Regions from separate parts of the Mus musculus genome. Here regions 1, 2, 3 and 5 are each linked to region 4. Evidence: chromatin contacts called from public Hi-C and HiCAR-type data. All regions are on one chromosome and are shown on one strand. Each heading gives the region's core, a stretch centred on a gene start, on an enhancer-like site or on the middle of the called end of the contact. The rest is flanking DNA. Distances are from core to core; before and after follow the strand shown.

Evidence for each region. A called contact is a pair of places that touch in the nucleus more often than the background predicts. HiCAR-type assays count read pairs that join an accessible place to other places.
Region 1: a contact with region 4 is called in a Hi-C map of adipose-derived mesenchymal stem cells, with 5 times the contacts expected there. The contact joins the enhancer-like site here to the promoter of Mef2c in region 4. A contact is called at or near these places in 3 of 484 Hi-C or Micro-C datasets (adipose-derived mesenchymal stem cells, myocytes and neural progenitor cells) and 4 of 115 datasets of contacts at active chromatin or transcription factors (astrocytes, cardiomyocytes, embryonic forebrain and 1 more).
Region 2: a HiCAR-type map of astrocytes shows a contact between it and region 4, with 4 times the contacts expected there. The contact joins the promoter of Ccnh here to the promoter of Mef2c in region 4. A contact is called at or near these places in 1 of 39 promoter capture datasets (hippocampal neurons) and 1 of 115 datasets of contacts at active chromatin or transcription factors (astrocytes).
Region 3: a contact with region 4 is called in a Hi-C map of cerebral cortex, with 9 times the contacts expected there. The contact joins the enhancer-like site here to the promoter of Mef2c in region 4. A contact is called at or near these places in 1 of 39 promoter capture datasets (hippocampal neurons), 12 of 484 Hi-C or Micro-C datasets (brain, cerebellar granule neurons, cerebellum and 5 more) and 6 of 115 datasets of contacts at active chromatin or transcription factors (PVALB interneurons, SST interneurons, astrocytes and 3 more).
Region 5: a HiCAR-type map of astrocytes shows a contact between it and region 4, with 4 times the contacts expected there. The contact joins the promoter of Lysmd3 here to the promoter of Mef2c in region 4. A contact is called at or near these places in 3 of 39 promoter capture datasets (cranial neural crest, hippocampal neurons and pre-B cells), 1 of 484 Hi-C or Micro-C datasets (B cells), 3 of 115 datasets of contacts at active chromatin or transcription factors (astrocytes, microglia and stem cell-derived neural progenitor cells) and 1 of 9 other capture datasets (adipose tissue).

What each region holds. Positions count from the first base shown.
Region 1 is chr13:82,058,386-82,061,085 of GRCm38.p6, forward strand. No RefSeq gene overlaps it. Among named protein-coding and RNA genes, the nearest start is that of Gm24295, 9.0 kb to the left of the region's middle. Within about 2 kb of position 1,371, at least 39 of the 459 cell types and tissues checked have an H3K27ac peak or open chromatin away from gene starts, as enhancers often do. A contact at or near this core is called in adipose-derived mesenchymal stem cells and neural progenitor cells, where this site is marked.
Region 2 is chr13:85,188,005-85,190,704 of GRCm38.p6, forward strand. It overlaps Ccnh (cyclin H), which reads left to right and starts at 1,381. Exons shown (of 9, transcript NM_023243.6): 1 at 1,381-1,648. The coding sequence starts at 1,532.
Region 3 is chr13:84,757,404-84,760,103 of GRCm38.p6, forward strand. The region is part of intron 2 of Gm34196 (a long non-coding RNA gene); the gene reads right to left. Among named protein-coding and RNA genes, the nearest start is that of Gm34246, 83 kb to the left of the region's middle. Within about 2 kb of position 1,343, at least 36 of the 459 cell types and tissues checked have an H3K27ac peak or open chromatin away from gene starts, as enhancers often do. A contact at or near this core is called in PVALB interneurons, SST interneurons, brain and 8 more, where this site is marked.
Region 4 is chr13:83,523,447-83,526,146 of GRCm38.p6, forward strand. Mef2c (myocyte enhancer factor 2C) reads left to right here and starts at 1,297. Exons shown (of 11, transcript NM_001347575.1): 1 at 1,297-1,634.
Region 5 is chr13:81,656,363-81,659,062 of GRCm38.p6, forward strand. Lysmd3 (LysM, putative peptidoglycan-binding, domain containing 3) reads left to right here and starts at 1,444. Exons shown (of 3, transcript NM_030257.1): 1 at 1,444-1,574.

The sequences.
Region 1 (2,700 bases), core at 121-2,620, 1.5 Mb before region 4:
TGTTGTTGGGAAGCCTAATTTTGTTGGCATTAAGTGACAATTCATATTTGCTGCACGGGGCAGTAAATTGCACTGTTTTAAAACAGGAAATCTGAGTTAAAAGCTGTGTAAAGCCATTATACTGTAGCCAGCACTCCAGGCTCTTCTAATTAGGTCATTTGGAAAGAGATGACCTTTTCGTTTCTGTGCCTCTTTGCTGGGACACATGTTTCTAATTATCATTTGTATTTTGCTTTGCTGAAGTTGTTGACAAGCTGAGTGCTTGTGTGTGTTGCTGCACTTGTGTGTTTGCATGCACACAGTTTGTGAGATCAGTGGTATTTTTGGGTTCTACTATTCTACATAAGGAAGATGAAAACAATGTGTACAGTAATGTTACTATCAGAGTGGCCAAAAGCCATATGTGCTTGAGTGAAGAAAACTCTGAGGGGGCATATCTCATGTCCCTGGTGTTTTAAGAAAAGTTCATACTAACTTTGTTTGAAGTTACTCTACTTATTCTGTTTGAAGCTGGCATGGAGGGAGAAATGAATTTTACTCTACATTATTACTAAAAAAAAATAGCTGCTGGTCATGTTTGAAACTCTGTCTATGATCCAAACCACAATTCTCCCAATGGTATTTTGAGGCTCAGTTGTCCTCCCACGTGCTGCTTTTGCAATGCGAGCAAATGCACACAAGTAGTTTCTCAGTGACCGCTACTTGCAAATTAACTAAAGCAATAAGGTCCAGCCCTACTATCTGGGGTTTGAAAATATCTTCTGTATTTTAGAGGACTGTTGCCCAACCAGTAAAACTACCCCCACAGTTGGTTCCCCAGCTGACATCCCTTTCTTTTGTGGGGAAAGTTTCTGAAAGTATCAGGTCTTCTTCTGAGACCATAAAGCCATAAAGCTGTCAAGCATCTGAGAAGGTTTCTTGCTTAGTCTGCCTCTGGCTATTTCATAGCTTAAACTCTCCTGGAATCTAATGGTCCACTTTTAAGAATCTTCCACCAGGGAGAGTTGACAAGGAAGGATGATAGTATCTAAATGTTTAATATATAAATTAGTCTGGCAGTTTGAAGAAAATGTATGGAAGATGACTTGAAGTTTATTATAAAATTGCTAATAATTTATTCAACTCAATTTTCCCTTAGACATTCTTTGGTGGGTAATGATGGCTCTCTAACAAAGTAGTTCTAAGTCTGGAAAAGGACTGGCAGTCATTACATGACAGAGGCTGGCGACAGGCCAAAGTACCCCGAGGCAGAGTTCTCGGCAGTGAAGCTTGGAACAGTGCCAGGGGAAGCTATCACCCGGGTGAAGTGCTTCTTGATTTGGTCAGTGTCTGAAGCTGCCTGTTTTCTTCTGTTGTTGAGGTCATCTTTCTCTGTATTCCTATTCTCAGTTGGCAGCTGTTTCATTGAGATGTTAACCAGTCAGGAGAGGTTCAAGTGTGACTGACAAAAAAAGGAGGCCATGTGAAGAGATCTTAGGGATGAGCCTGAGTCTAGCAAACGTGTCTCTTGTCAATTAAATAGCTTCACACAAACCTATTAGGAGGGGGTAAACGAACATACATGGCAGACCTTTAAATGTAAAACGGGACTGGAATAGAGCAAATTGTGAGCTACTGTGTTCTGAAATCTGTCCTTCTGCTTGCTATAGGGCAGAGAGGGTGTCAGGATACCAAGGAAGGCTTGCTCCTTCCTGAGAGTGACCCACTCATACTCTGAGAGGATGGGTTTAGAAACTTCCCCACTGTCTTGCACGACCTTCCTCTGACTATGAGGTCTTCTAGATGCTTCTTTCAGTCCCCTTTCCCTCTGCTTAACTAACTTTGTGTCCATAGAGTTCTGACCCCTCTTCTTGAATCCCTTGGCCGTCTCACTTTTATCTACATGGTCTCTGGTGAAATTTCTGACTACAGAACCCGCAACTTCCTAAACTCAGCAAACATGAGGCTGTACTTTATAAAACTTTGGAGGATTGAAAGTATTATAAGAGAATAGTTTGAAGAAAGCAAACTTCAACCTGATAAGAGTCCCACCAACCTTGACACCATCTGTGATGCTTATTGCAGAGAACCTAATTTTATCTGTTGCTACTTAGCTCCTTGCCCACTGAGACATTTCTGGGTATCATCTTCAGAAAGGAATTTCTTCCAATCAGTCCTTCGAAATCTAGGCCACTTCTTGCTGCCCTCCTTCTTAACATTTTTCTTTTTCTTTTTCCTTTTCTCTTTCTTCCTCTTCTCTTCTCTCCTCTCCTCTCCTCTCCTCTCCTCTCCTCTCCTCTCCTCTCCTCTCCTCTCCTCCCTCCCCTCCCCTCTCCTCCCCTCCCCTCCTCTCCATTCCTTTACTTTCCTTTTACTTTCCTTTTACTTTTCTTTCTGTTTTCTTTTGAGACAGAGTCTCACTACGCAGCTCTGGCTATTCTGGAATTTGCTCTATAGATCAAGCTGGATTTGAACTCACAGAGATGATATTTGCCTATTGCTGCCTCCCAGGTTGTGGGATTAAATGCATGTCCAGTTTCCTTTCTAATTTCTCACACCACTAAATAAATTGAATATAAAGTTAACATTCTAGTTTCTACAGAGATGCTGTTGTATGGAAATTGTCATTTGATCTTGAATTGAGAATTACTTATTTAGGAATAAGGTTATGGCTTTCATTAATAAGCTCCCCTACCACAAATCAGTAAAGTGACTATTGGC
Region 2 (2,700 bases), core at 131-2,630, 1.7 Mb after region 4:
TGCTGGGAAGTGCTTGCTGATGAAAGCCTGATATGGCTGTCTCCTGAGATGCTCTTCCAGAGGCAGATGCTTGCAGCCAACCACTGGACTTAGCTCAGGGGTCCCCTGTGGAGGAGTTGGAGAAAGGACTGAAGGAGCTGATGGGGGGTTGCAGCCCCATGGAGGGAGCAAGTGTCAACAGGCCAGACCTCCTGGAGCTCCTGGGGACTGGACCACCAACTAAAGAGTACACATTGATTGACCCACGGTGCTGGCCTCATATGTGGCAGAGGACGGTCTTGCAGGTAACTTTAGTGAAGTACATAAAACCTTTCTTTGAAGACCAAGAGGCAATAAATGCTCTGTAAAGCCAGATCTTTGATTACAACTCTTGGATTACAAGTTATATTGGTGCTCAAAAAACTTAGTCTGTCTACAAATAGTACATAGCACAGTTTAAGAACTGCTGTACAAAGACATTTGTGTTTATTTTTTTAAAAAGCACTGAAAAATTTCCAGTTAATAATTTATGTCTTGGTGGTGTCCAATGAAACAGTAGTATCTTTGTCATTGAGCTGTTAATTTACTTGTTCCTTTTCTAGGAAGACTAGAATGCATTTTGTTTGAATAATCTCCAATTAGATGCAGCAAAATGTGGCCTAAAGATTATGTAAAGAGGGCATTGATGCATGGCTGTGTTTCCAGAATTTGAGAGGCTTAGGCAGGAGGATCATAAATTTGAAACCACCATGAACTAAATATGGATTTCTAGTATATAATGAGACAATAAGGAGCTGAGAAAGGCAGGAAAAATGAGAGGAAACTCTACTGCACAAATTATGGCAGTGGGGGGATTGCTTTGTGCTCTCCCTGTTGGTATCAGGACCTCTGAAACTCGTGACATCATGTAGGCGAGACCCACAGACCTGTTGCCAAGACAATAGCCACCATATTCCCAGAATCCATTGTGCTCACCTCCCACTTTTACCTATAACCACGTCACCATCCATATATATACATACATACATATATATGTGTGTGTGTGTGTGTATGTGTGGTTAAGAGCACTGACTGTGTCATCCATATGAACTGGGTTCAATTCCCAGCACCCACAGGGCAGTTCATAACTGTCTGAAACTCCCATTCCAAGGGATCTGAAGCTGTCACACAGATATACATTCAGGCAAAACACCAATGGGCATAAAATAAAAATAAAAAATAAAGAAATGAAGGCTTATGGTTCTTTGTGCCCAGGCGTCCTCTGGAACCTGGATCCCTGCGGCCACGCCCACTTTCTGACCCTCCTGGGTCACGCCCTTCAGACTCCTCCCCAAAGCCTGGGAGCCCCGAGGCTCCGCCCTCCCTCGTTGCGGAACACCTCCCACCGGCTCCGGAAACTCCAGAGCAGACGCTGGCACGTGACCGGGACGTCACGCACGCGTCCGCGGTCTGGGCGGGGGCGGGGGTTCGCGCGTTGGCCGTCGCTCGTGGTCGCTGTCTCTCGGAGTGTCGCTGTTTTTGTCGCGGCCCTGCGGCCCGTGAGGGCTACAGCATGTATCACAGCAGCAGCCAGAAACGGCACTGGACCTTCGCTAGCGAGGAGCAGCTGGCGCGCCTGCGGGCGGACGCCAACCGCAAATTCAAGTGCAAAGCTGTGGCTAACGGGAAGGTGAGGTCCCCGCGAGCCAGCCCCTGTGCCCACCCTAAACCTGGGACCTCTCCTGAAGTCCCGCTTTGCCTGCAGGCTGGAAGCCTGTAGAGCGCTCGCCTGGCTGTGTCAGTGCAGACAGGGACTGACGCGACAGCCAAGTCCGGGGCTGGCGGTGGCAGAGGTCTGAGTGACATCCTGGGGACTGGCAAGAGCCTTGGAAGAGTGCGGACTTAGTGCGGGACTCGAACTGGTCACTTGTCCTGCAGGATGTCACGACAAATCATTCTCTGTAGATGGCAGGAGGGAGGGCACACACATAGGCTGGTGTCTAGTGGAAAGTCAGACTGGCAGGCAAGTGCCTGGAGTGCTGGTGGTCACTCATGGATGAAGCTGTACCTCTGCAGCAGTGGTTGAAGAACGTGCACAAGCAACTTTGTAAGCGGAAGTGTAAGGCGGTTGAAATTCTTGCCAAAACTGAAAGGAACTTTTCAAAGACTTGAAATGGGGGGATGATGGCTTGTTGGATCTGCTTTCCAGAAACAACCTTCACACAGAAGGTTGTACAAGGAAAGAAAATAGTTGACACAAGTAATGCGTGTTCTATGGGCCTCTATCCAGGTCTTCCTACAACTCTCCCATTCATTTCTGTGTACGGCCCTGGATAACTTTATAGTAGCTTCTACAAATTTCAGGCAAATAAAATTTGTACCAACAAAACAGGTAGACAATGAACTGAGTTATTTTAATTTTGGTGACATATGGATTTACTGCAAAAGCTACTTTGGGAGAGTTCCAACCCATGAAAATATGTATTTTTTTTTTAATTTACAAATAATGGTATCAAACCTGGGAGTGAATTGACACATACTCTGTCATGACTGTTTAAAAATGTCCAGCTGACAGTTTGAGAACTTGTAAAATGAAAGCCTAGATTCAGTTTATTGATTTTTGCTTATTCTTCTCCTAGATATTTTGCTTGATGCTTAGTAAACTTAACAAAGAGAGAAAGCTTCAGGTCTATTTTTTGTTGGTGGTATAAGTCCAATTTAAGCAGGACAGATAAGACGGTC
Region 3 (2,700 bases), core at 93-2,592, 1.2 Mb after region 4:
TTTACCACCATGGGACCCCTTGATTCCCCTCATATTTACATTTTAAAGAGCTATGATTATATCATTGGATCTTTGTTTTACTAAATATTTTATATAGATGTCTTCTTAGAATCTGTAGTTTTGATAAATTTATAAAAATCAAAGCTAAGAAAATATGTCCAACAAATTATCTTATTCTCAGATACTATACACGGGATAAAAAGCTTTACAAAGGTGGATACTGAAAACAGCCCCCCCAAACTTCAGATCTGTGAGATTTTAAACTGACATGATTTCATATCTATCAAAATTGTAAAGCCATTAGAAGTAAAATTAAATGTGTAGGTTATATAGTAGTATCAGTAGTACATGAAATAAATTATGCACTTCAGTTTGTCAATGCGCAGTATCATTTTTGATCCCATGTAAATCTGCTATGAGACGTTTAAAGGAATATCAAAAATATACCCCAACCACAACAGATTTGTCATTCATGCGCTGTTGAGCATGGAGGCCTAATTTACCCTTTTGCCATTATTTTAAATTAAGGCACTTATCCAAAGATCAAAACATCGTCTACAATGGACATTTTGTGAAGGCAGATAGTGATAACATCTGAAGGGATATGGTAATTGTTCCTGTTGTGGACGAACAGGGAGAGATATTTGATATGTATCTTGGGAAACAGGAAATGTTCCACATATAAAACTACAACTGCAAGTGTGGAGGGAAAGACGAAAGCGGCCCAGTGACCAGGCAAAAACTTTAAACGTATTTGCGAAGCAAGAACAAAGACATGCGTTGCCTGGCTGGTAGAAAGTGTTAAAGGGGATTGTCTCCTTTGCCACGGCTGTTTGAAATCCAGCATTTCATATTAGTCCTTAATGACAGACCCTAACAGCATAAGTGAAGAAAAACCAAGAGAAATTTTGATGAAAAAAAAAAAAAATCAAGAAAAAGAAATATGACTGCAAATGTGCAAACTTTGTCTGCAGTTGTTGCAGGCACAGTGGTGAAGGGACTGCTCTGTCCACCTATTAAGGTAGACCGCATAACAAATAGCACACTATCCCCCAAAGGGAAGAGAGTAAAGTTCTCAGGAAACCCCAGCAAACACTGACATGATTTTTATTATTCCAAATTTAATCCGACATTTTCTAAGTGTGTGTGGAAGGAGGACAGAATACTCCCTTTGTGTCCTGGAAAGTGTCATGCGACACAAAAAGATCTTTCTCAAAGAAAAGGCATCTTACATGATTAACACTGAGCTCCCAGCTTGAAAAGAATAAACCCCCAATGTCGCGCAGTGCAGGACGGCTGAGCAGGTCCAATACAGTGCTTTCATGCCATCTAGTGGTCATCTGAGAAGTCTCCCCGAGACCCGGGGATCTCAAGCAACTGGTAAAGAGGAGTAGCCATCCTCACCACCTCCACCACCACCATCACCACCATCACAACCATCACCACCATCACCACCATCACCACCATCACCACCCAAAAAAGAAAGAAAAGTAAAGAAACACGAGGTTGAAAAAACATATAAATAATTTAGGACACAAAAAAAATCTCATCAGCTTCAATAACCTGGCTAAATTTTTGATACCGTTTTAATTTGAGTGGAATTTGTTTCTTCTGGTCCTCTCTTTTCCTCCTTTTTTCTTTCCTCAATTCTTTTTCAAGTTTCCTTTTGTTTTCAGTCTACTTTCCGTTAGATTACACTTAGAAAAGAAACACAGATGCATGTTTTAATCATTAGTTTCTGAAAGAATTAAAACGTCACTTGCTTTCATACCTTGGTTTGGGTATTTTGAGACTTTTCTTTTAAATAAACCATCTCCCCACCACTCATATAAAATGTCAAGAAGCAAGACGGTACATAACTGAATTCCTCGGTAATAACTACATTCCTCCTTCTTGGAAAGGCACAGTACCTAAAATGTTCTCGACTTCTCTTCTGATGTCGGCCGCCCTATAAGCAGTCCTCAGAGTATTGAACTTTGAATTTTTTGAAAGCTAAAGTATTTTTCCCATTTTGCAAAATAGTTTTAAAATGTCATTATATGCATCTATGTCCAGGTGTGCTCTTTATACTTTGCCTAATAAATCATTTTCAAATACTGTAGCACAATTGGTTTCCTTTTCTAGTTGAGATTTATTTCTAAAGCTTAGGAATTCTTTTATTTCTCATTGATTCATACATTTTTATATTAGTTTTATTGTTTCTAAGGATTTGCCTTTTAAGGACACAAAAAGCTGATTTCTAATTGTGTAAAATAAATCTTTGATTTCAGTCAGCAACTAGTGTTTTTATCCGGGAAAGCCTCAGCCTTTTCTTTCTTTCTCTCTTTCTTTCTTTCTTTCTTTCTTTCTTTCTTTCTTTCTTTCTTTCTTTCTTTCTTTCTCTCTCTCTCTCTCTCTATCTCTCTCTTTCTTTTTCATAAAACAGTATATTTCGAAGGCTTCATGACATAAGAACAATACAGATTTTATAGTGGTTAGAGATCAGTAAGAAATACAAAGTGGAGTGGTGCTCAAATGCTGGTCCAGGCTTTAAATTAAAACAGATATTTATTTAAAAGAATTTAATAAACTAACAAAGTACTTGCAAATATTTCAAGTAATATTGCAGCAGAAAATAATTTTGTTGCTTATTTTTCCTCACTTTTGTCTTGCAAACGTGGGCGTACATACACTGGAATATTCAATGTCAATGATTCCATC
Region 4 (2,700 bases), core at 47-2,546:
GAGGGAAGGAGGGGGCATTCTCCGAGGAAGCTGTCCTCTCAGTAAATTTGTCCAGATTGATTCGAAAGTTAATGGCCCGGGGATAAAGTCGAGATTTCAAAAACTTGTAATTAATTTATTACTAACATTGGAGGATCCTTTCGGCTCACTTTCTAGCCTAGCCCTCCTGACTCTCAAGGCCAAAAGCTTTATACATTCTGGGCGGGCAGGAAGCGCACGCTGGGATCGAGGCTTGCAGACATCCTGGATCGTGGCTTTTACGCGTGAGTAACGGAGGCGCGCGCGGACCGGAGCAAGGATGAAGTGGCTACTGAGAATCTAAAGGGGGCGGGGGGGGGGGGAGTCACTAGAGCAGCTCTTAGGGTCGCGCTCCTATTGGTCAGAAGGAAGATCTCGACTTCAGAAGGACTTTCCTGCTAGCTGGCTTGCAGCCTCCCCGGGGGAGCGAGCGCGCAGGAGCCTAGCGTCCTCTGTAGCGGCGGGGAGAGAGGCAGGGAGCCGCCGCTCCCCGTGTTGTCTTCCCTTTCATGCAATAAAGAATTGTCATTAGGTTTGCGTATGGCATGTGCCATTACCCCACCGTAAAACTAAAATTAGCAAAATGTCAGGAATGGAAAGATTGATTCACCAAGATGCAATTATCATTTAAAAGTGCTTGATTGAGGTACTGATGTTCAGTGATTTATTCTGCATACCATATACATAATTAAAGTAGTGTAGTGGAGTAATTTATCAATCTAGTTGAGACTGGAGGGGTGAGGAGGGAGCTGCAGTATGTTTGTTTTATTAAAATGTTGCGAGGTTCTAGTCCCGCCCCCCTTTTGCAAGAGTGAAACTGATGATTTCCCCAGCTCGGGAGGAGAGGCAACGGTTTGGGCTGGTTGGGATAGAGAAACGGAAAGGAAAAGGCAGCGCCAGGCAAAGGCAAGAATAAAATGAATTGGGGGACAGGGGTAGCACCGGAGCGTACGTGCTGCTTAGAACCCCAGCCCCGTGTGCTCCGTCTTGCTTGCCGCCCCCGCGTCCCCTCCCAGTATCCTTACATTCCCCCCACCCCCCGCTCTTTTACACGACCTATCTAAGGCTATGAGCTGCTCTCCTTTTCCCATTCGTCTCCAGTCACTTCCTTCCTGGACACAGTTTTCTGGACGAGTCTGGTTACTTTTAATCCCACCGGCCACAGACAACCACTTTCTCCTCCTCTTCCACCTCCTCCTTCGCTTCCTCCACCTTCCTCCTCCTCCTCTTTCTCCTCCTCCTCTCTCTCCTCCTCCTCTTTCTCCTCCTCCTCTTCCAGCGGCTTCGGTGCGCGCGCGAATGCGCAAGCCCGCGCGCGCCTCCCCCTTGCCCCCCTCTCGCGCGCGCACACACGCACACTTCGTCTCCAGCTCTCTGCTCGCTCGCCTCGCAGTCACAGACACTTGAGCACACGCGTACACCCAGACATCTTCGGGCTGCTATTGGATTGACTTTGAAGGTTCTGTGTGGGTCGCCGTGCCTGCAGCTTTGAATCAAGTGGAGAAGCACTTCAAGGCTGGACAAAGTAAAGATTATTGTTATTTTTTTTCTTTCTCTTCCTCTCTTTTAAGAAAGGAAAATATTCCAAGGACTAATTTGGTCGTGTCTTCCTTCATGTAAGTACCTCTGACATTTTTCCAAAAGAATAGAAATAGCTTGTGTATTGTCTCTGAAATCTGCACCAATCTCTTCCAGGCACTGGGTCTATCTATCCAACTCCTTTCTGGAAGGCTTAAGTTAAGGCTTGTTGTGCATTCTTTTCTTTAGACTCTACGATTTCCTTGTGTGTGTCTGAAAGTAACTTTTTAGATAGTAGTATCCGTTTGCCATCTGCTATTGAATTCACATCTGACTCTTCCTGTCACATCAGTTTGTTTAAAGTTTCAAGAAGTTAGTTCCTGTCATTAGCATGTTTGATAGGGTGGAGAACGTGGATACTAGTGTATTTTAGGATTTCACAGACTGTTCTGTGACCTTGAAGTCGCTGTCTTAAAATTTAGCTCTTAGTTCACTGTGGAAAGATGTTCCTATGAGTTACCCCAAAGACTGGTTTTCCCTGGGTTTGGATTCTGAGCCACTAGTCCTTGGGATGACTTTAAGCTAAAGCAGGGCTGTCTGCCAGAGGCCACCTTTTGTGCATCCTCTTCCCTCATCAAAGTGCAGGCTTGAAAGAGTTTAATTGGTGGGGACCAGAAGCAGTTGCCCTGGCCATGGTAGTCTGTGCATTGCACAGTTCATGTTTGCATTTCAGCATGTGCACTGTTGTTTAGATCAAGGGAAATATTAAGCTATTTAAAAACAAACAAAACTAAGTCACTTAGCCTGCCTTCTGTTTGGACTTTGGATGAAAGTTACTAAACTAAGTGACAAAGTTGGCCGTAAAGGAAGTCTATAGAGACGGAGCACATTGCTTATTGTATTATTGTGTATTATGCAAGTGTTTGAGTGCAATGCTAATGTGACTTCCTTTCCAGAGCAAGGCTACCAATTCTTAAGGAAATTGTTATGTCTGAGCCATTTTGTACTGTTCTAGATGCTATGGTTATGAACCTTTTCCCTCACATTTTTGAAATGGATGTGATGTGTTCTGTATAAAACATTCAGGATGTAAATGCTGACAGTGTATGTAGAATCAGGCTGTTTGCCAGTTCTTTAACTGGTCCTTGGTGGAGAATTGCTTTA
Region 5 (2,700 bases), core at 194-2,693, 1.9 Mb before region 4:
CTTTTGGTAAACAAATACTCGATTTTAGTTAGATACAAACAATCATTCAAAAGCTTTGCAGATCTCGTGTAGGATGTTTCTTCAAAGCAAACAGGTAGTAGTCCTGAAGAAATGCTTGGAATTCGTTCTCCCTCAGACTCTCCCAAGGATTCCATGGCCTATTGACATTAAAATAAGAAAAGTAACCTACTTGCAAAAAGACGGTTGCATTCCATTAACATTCATGAGGCCTGAACAGCCGAGGCCCTACACATCAAGAACGGAATATATCCTTTGTCTCCTGATGAGAAAATGTCTCCGTGATAAATGGTTACAGACAGCGGTGTCACAGGGGCAAGAGCTCAAAGAATAACTTGGGCAAACTTTTTTTTCCCCGGTTGTCTTTGCCTGGAGTTCTTTGTAGCATTGTTCAGCACAGTGCCTTGTCCTTTCAAGTAAAAGGCGCTTATTGCAATGTAAGTAAAATCCCAGTCCTTGCAGAGGCACTTCTCAGAAAACCAACCGACCAAGGAACCAACAGAACAAACAAACAAACAAACAAACAATCAAACAAAAAACCCTTTGGAAATTGGAACAGCGTTCCAAAGGCTTTATAATTACTAAGTATTCGGACTGTAAAGAAAAGTGTGGTACGTCTTTAGGCAATGTTGACCTAAATGGGTAAGCATTTAGTCAAGTGCATTGTCGGTCGTCAGCACAAAACACCAGGTGCACCTTTAAAATGTCATACATCATTCGCATAAATACAAACACTGTATTTACCACTTCGGCAAATTTCTAAAAAAAAAAAAAAAAAAAAAAAAAAAAGTCAGAAGAGAGGTATTTATTTCACTGCCATAGATAGTGCAACACCAATGGCGTCCTGTTAATTTTCAAATCCAAGTAGGTTAGTTACAAGTTGTTGACAACTTTGTCCCATCAAAGTGCAGCTCCAGGGCACTGTGAGCTTAGCTTGGCTAGGTGGCTCACTCTGCTGACCTACAGACCCAAGGCACTCTGCCTGTCTTGTTTGCTGCTCTAGGGCTCGTTCGATATGGTAAAGCACGGCCCAGTGTTTTTGCTTTCTTCTGCCCCACCGAGAAGAAAGTGCCAGATACAGAGCATTAAGAAATGCACAGCGGCTCTCCATTGGCTCTTCCTCAAGCATGCCCTCCGCTCAGTACGTTTCTTAGCCAGGAGGACCCGTTGGGTTTAGATTCACAGACTGCAGGAGTCCAACACGGCCCGGCGGCCCCCGGACGGGCGGGGCTAGAGGCGGGGCTGAAATCAGGCCCCGCCCCGGCCGCATCGGCGCGCCTGCGTGCTGGCGTGGGCCTGCGGTTGGCCGCGGGGTTCTGGGTTCCCCGCCTCCGCCCGCGCCCTCGCACCTCCGCCTACTCTACGCGATGACGCACCGCAGGTTTGCGGACGTGGCGGCGGCTGTCGGTGCGGAAGGCGGGGACGGCGGCGACGGCGGCGACGGTGGCAGAAGCGGACCCAGACACCGGAGAACCTAGAGTCGGTCATGAACGTCTCCGGGGCCGCGGCTGTGGTGGAGGACATAACCGTGTCGCCGCGCCCCTGCTAGAGGACAGGTGACGGTGGCTGTGGGGCGGGGCGGGGCAGGACGTCGATCGGGGGGTCACCGTGGGGCGCTGTCCCCGGTTCGGGAAGGACTCTTACCTCCCGGTTTTGGGCAGCCCTTTCCGGGCCATTCTGCCTGTCCCCTTAGCATCTGCTCCGAAGCGTCCCAGTCTGACGCGGCGACTTAGAAATCAGAGATGTAATCTTTGCGGGGGACGTCCGGAGGAAAGGGAAAAATAAAAATAAAAGCGAGTGGAATGGAAGAGGGAGGAAGTTTGCAGTTGTTGCTTAGGTTTAAAATTGGCCCTGGAGAATAGGATCGGGGTGATTCTGTCCTAAGTGCTGAACTGGCTTGTGCCCTGTGAGTCTTCTCTTGCTCCCTGCCGAAGGTCAAGACCAAATATTAATATGCAGCAATTAATATGTAGTACCTAGGGATTTGAGAGGTCGCTTTCCGGTCTAGACCGGGTGGATGAAAACATGCTCACGATACCCATTGATGATCACTTTCAGGACGTTTGTCAGCAGTGCAGTATGCAACATGTTCTAGTTTTCTGAAGCCATAGATTCCATAGATAATTCAGAGAGGTAAAGAGAATTGAGGCTGATGGCTTTGATTCCGTGTACTTTCTAATCTTTAGTAGATTGACATGTCATTACCTTACTGGGCCAAAGTGCAGCTTGGCACTTGGATTACAGATGAACAGTCAGACCGTAGTGTCCAGATTGTTTATTTTGCTTTCCTGTCATTTTAGAGGAATAGAGACAGATGCGCGAAGACGGGAGTCTTTTGATTCCTGATTAAGACATGGTGAGGGAAAGACTGATAGAAGAACACATTGTTTCAAATGGCTTCTGGGTATTAGTCAGTAATTTCAGAGAGCTGTACTAAGAATGGGAGGGAGAGCGCTTTAGAGGGATAGCATACCTAAGGCAACGTAACCACCCATATGCATTGCTTTAGATCTAATCTTTTCTGCTTTTGATGGATGCTTTTGAGGATCTGAAACAGATACTTCCTGAGGTAGTACATGTATGTATGTATGCAACTTGCTACTGGTTCCACAAAACTGACAGACATCCTCTACATCTAAGATGTGGGCTTTTTATTTTGTTTTTAGAAAAGACCTAGATAAG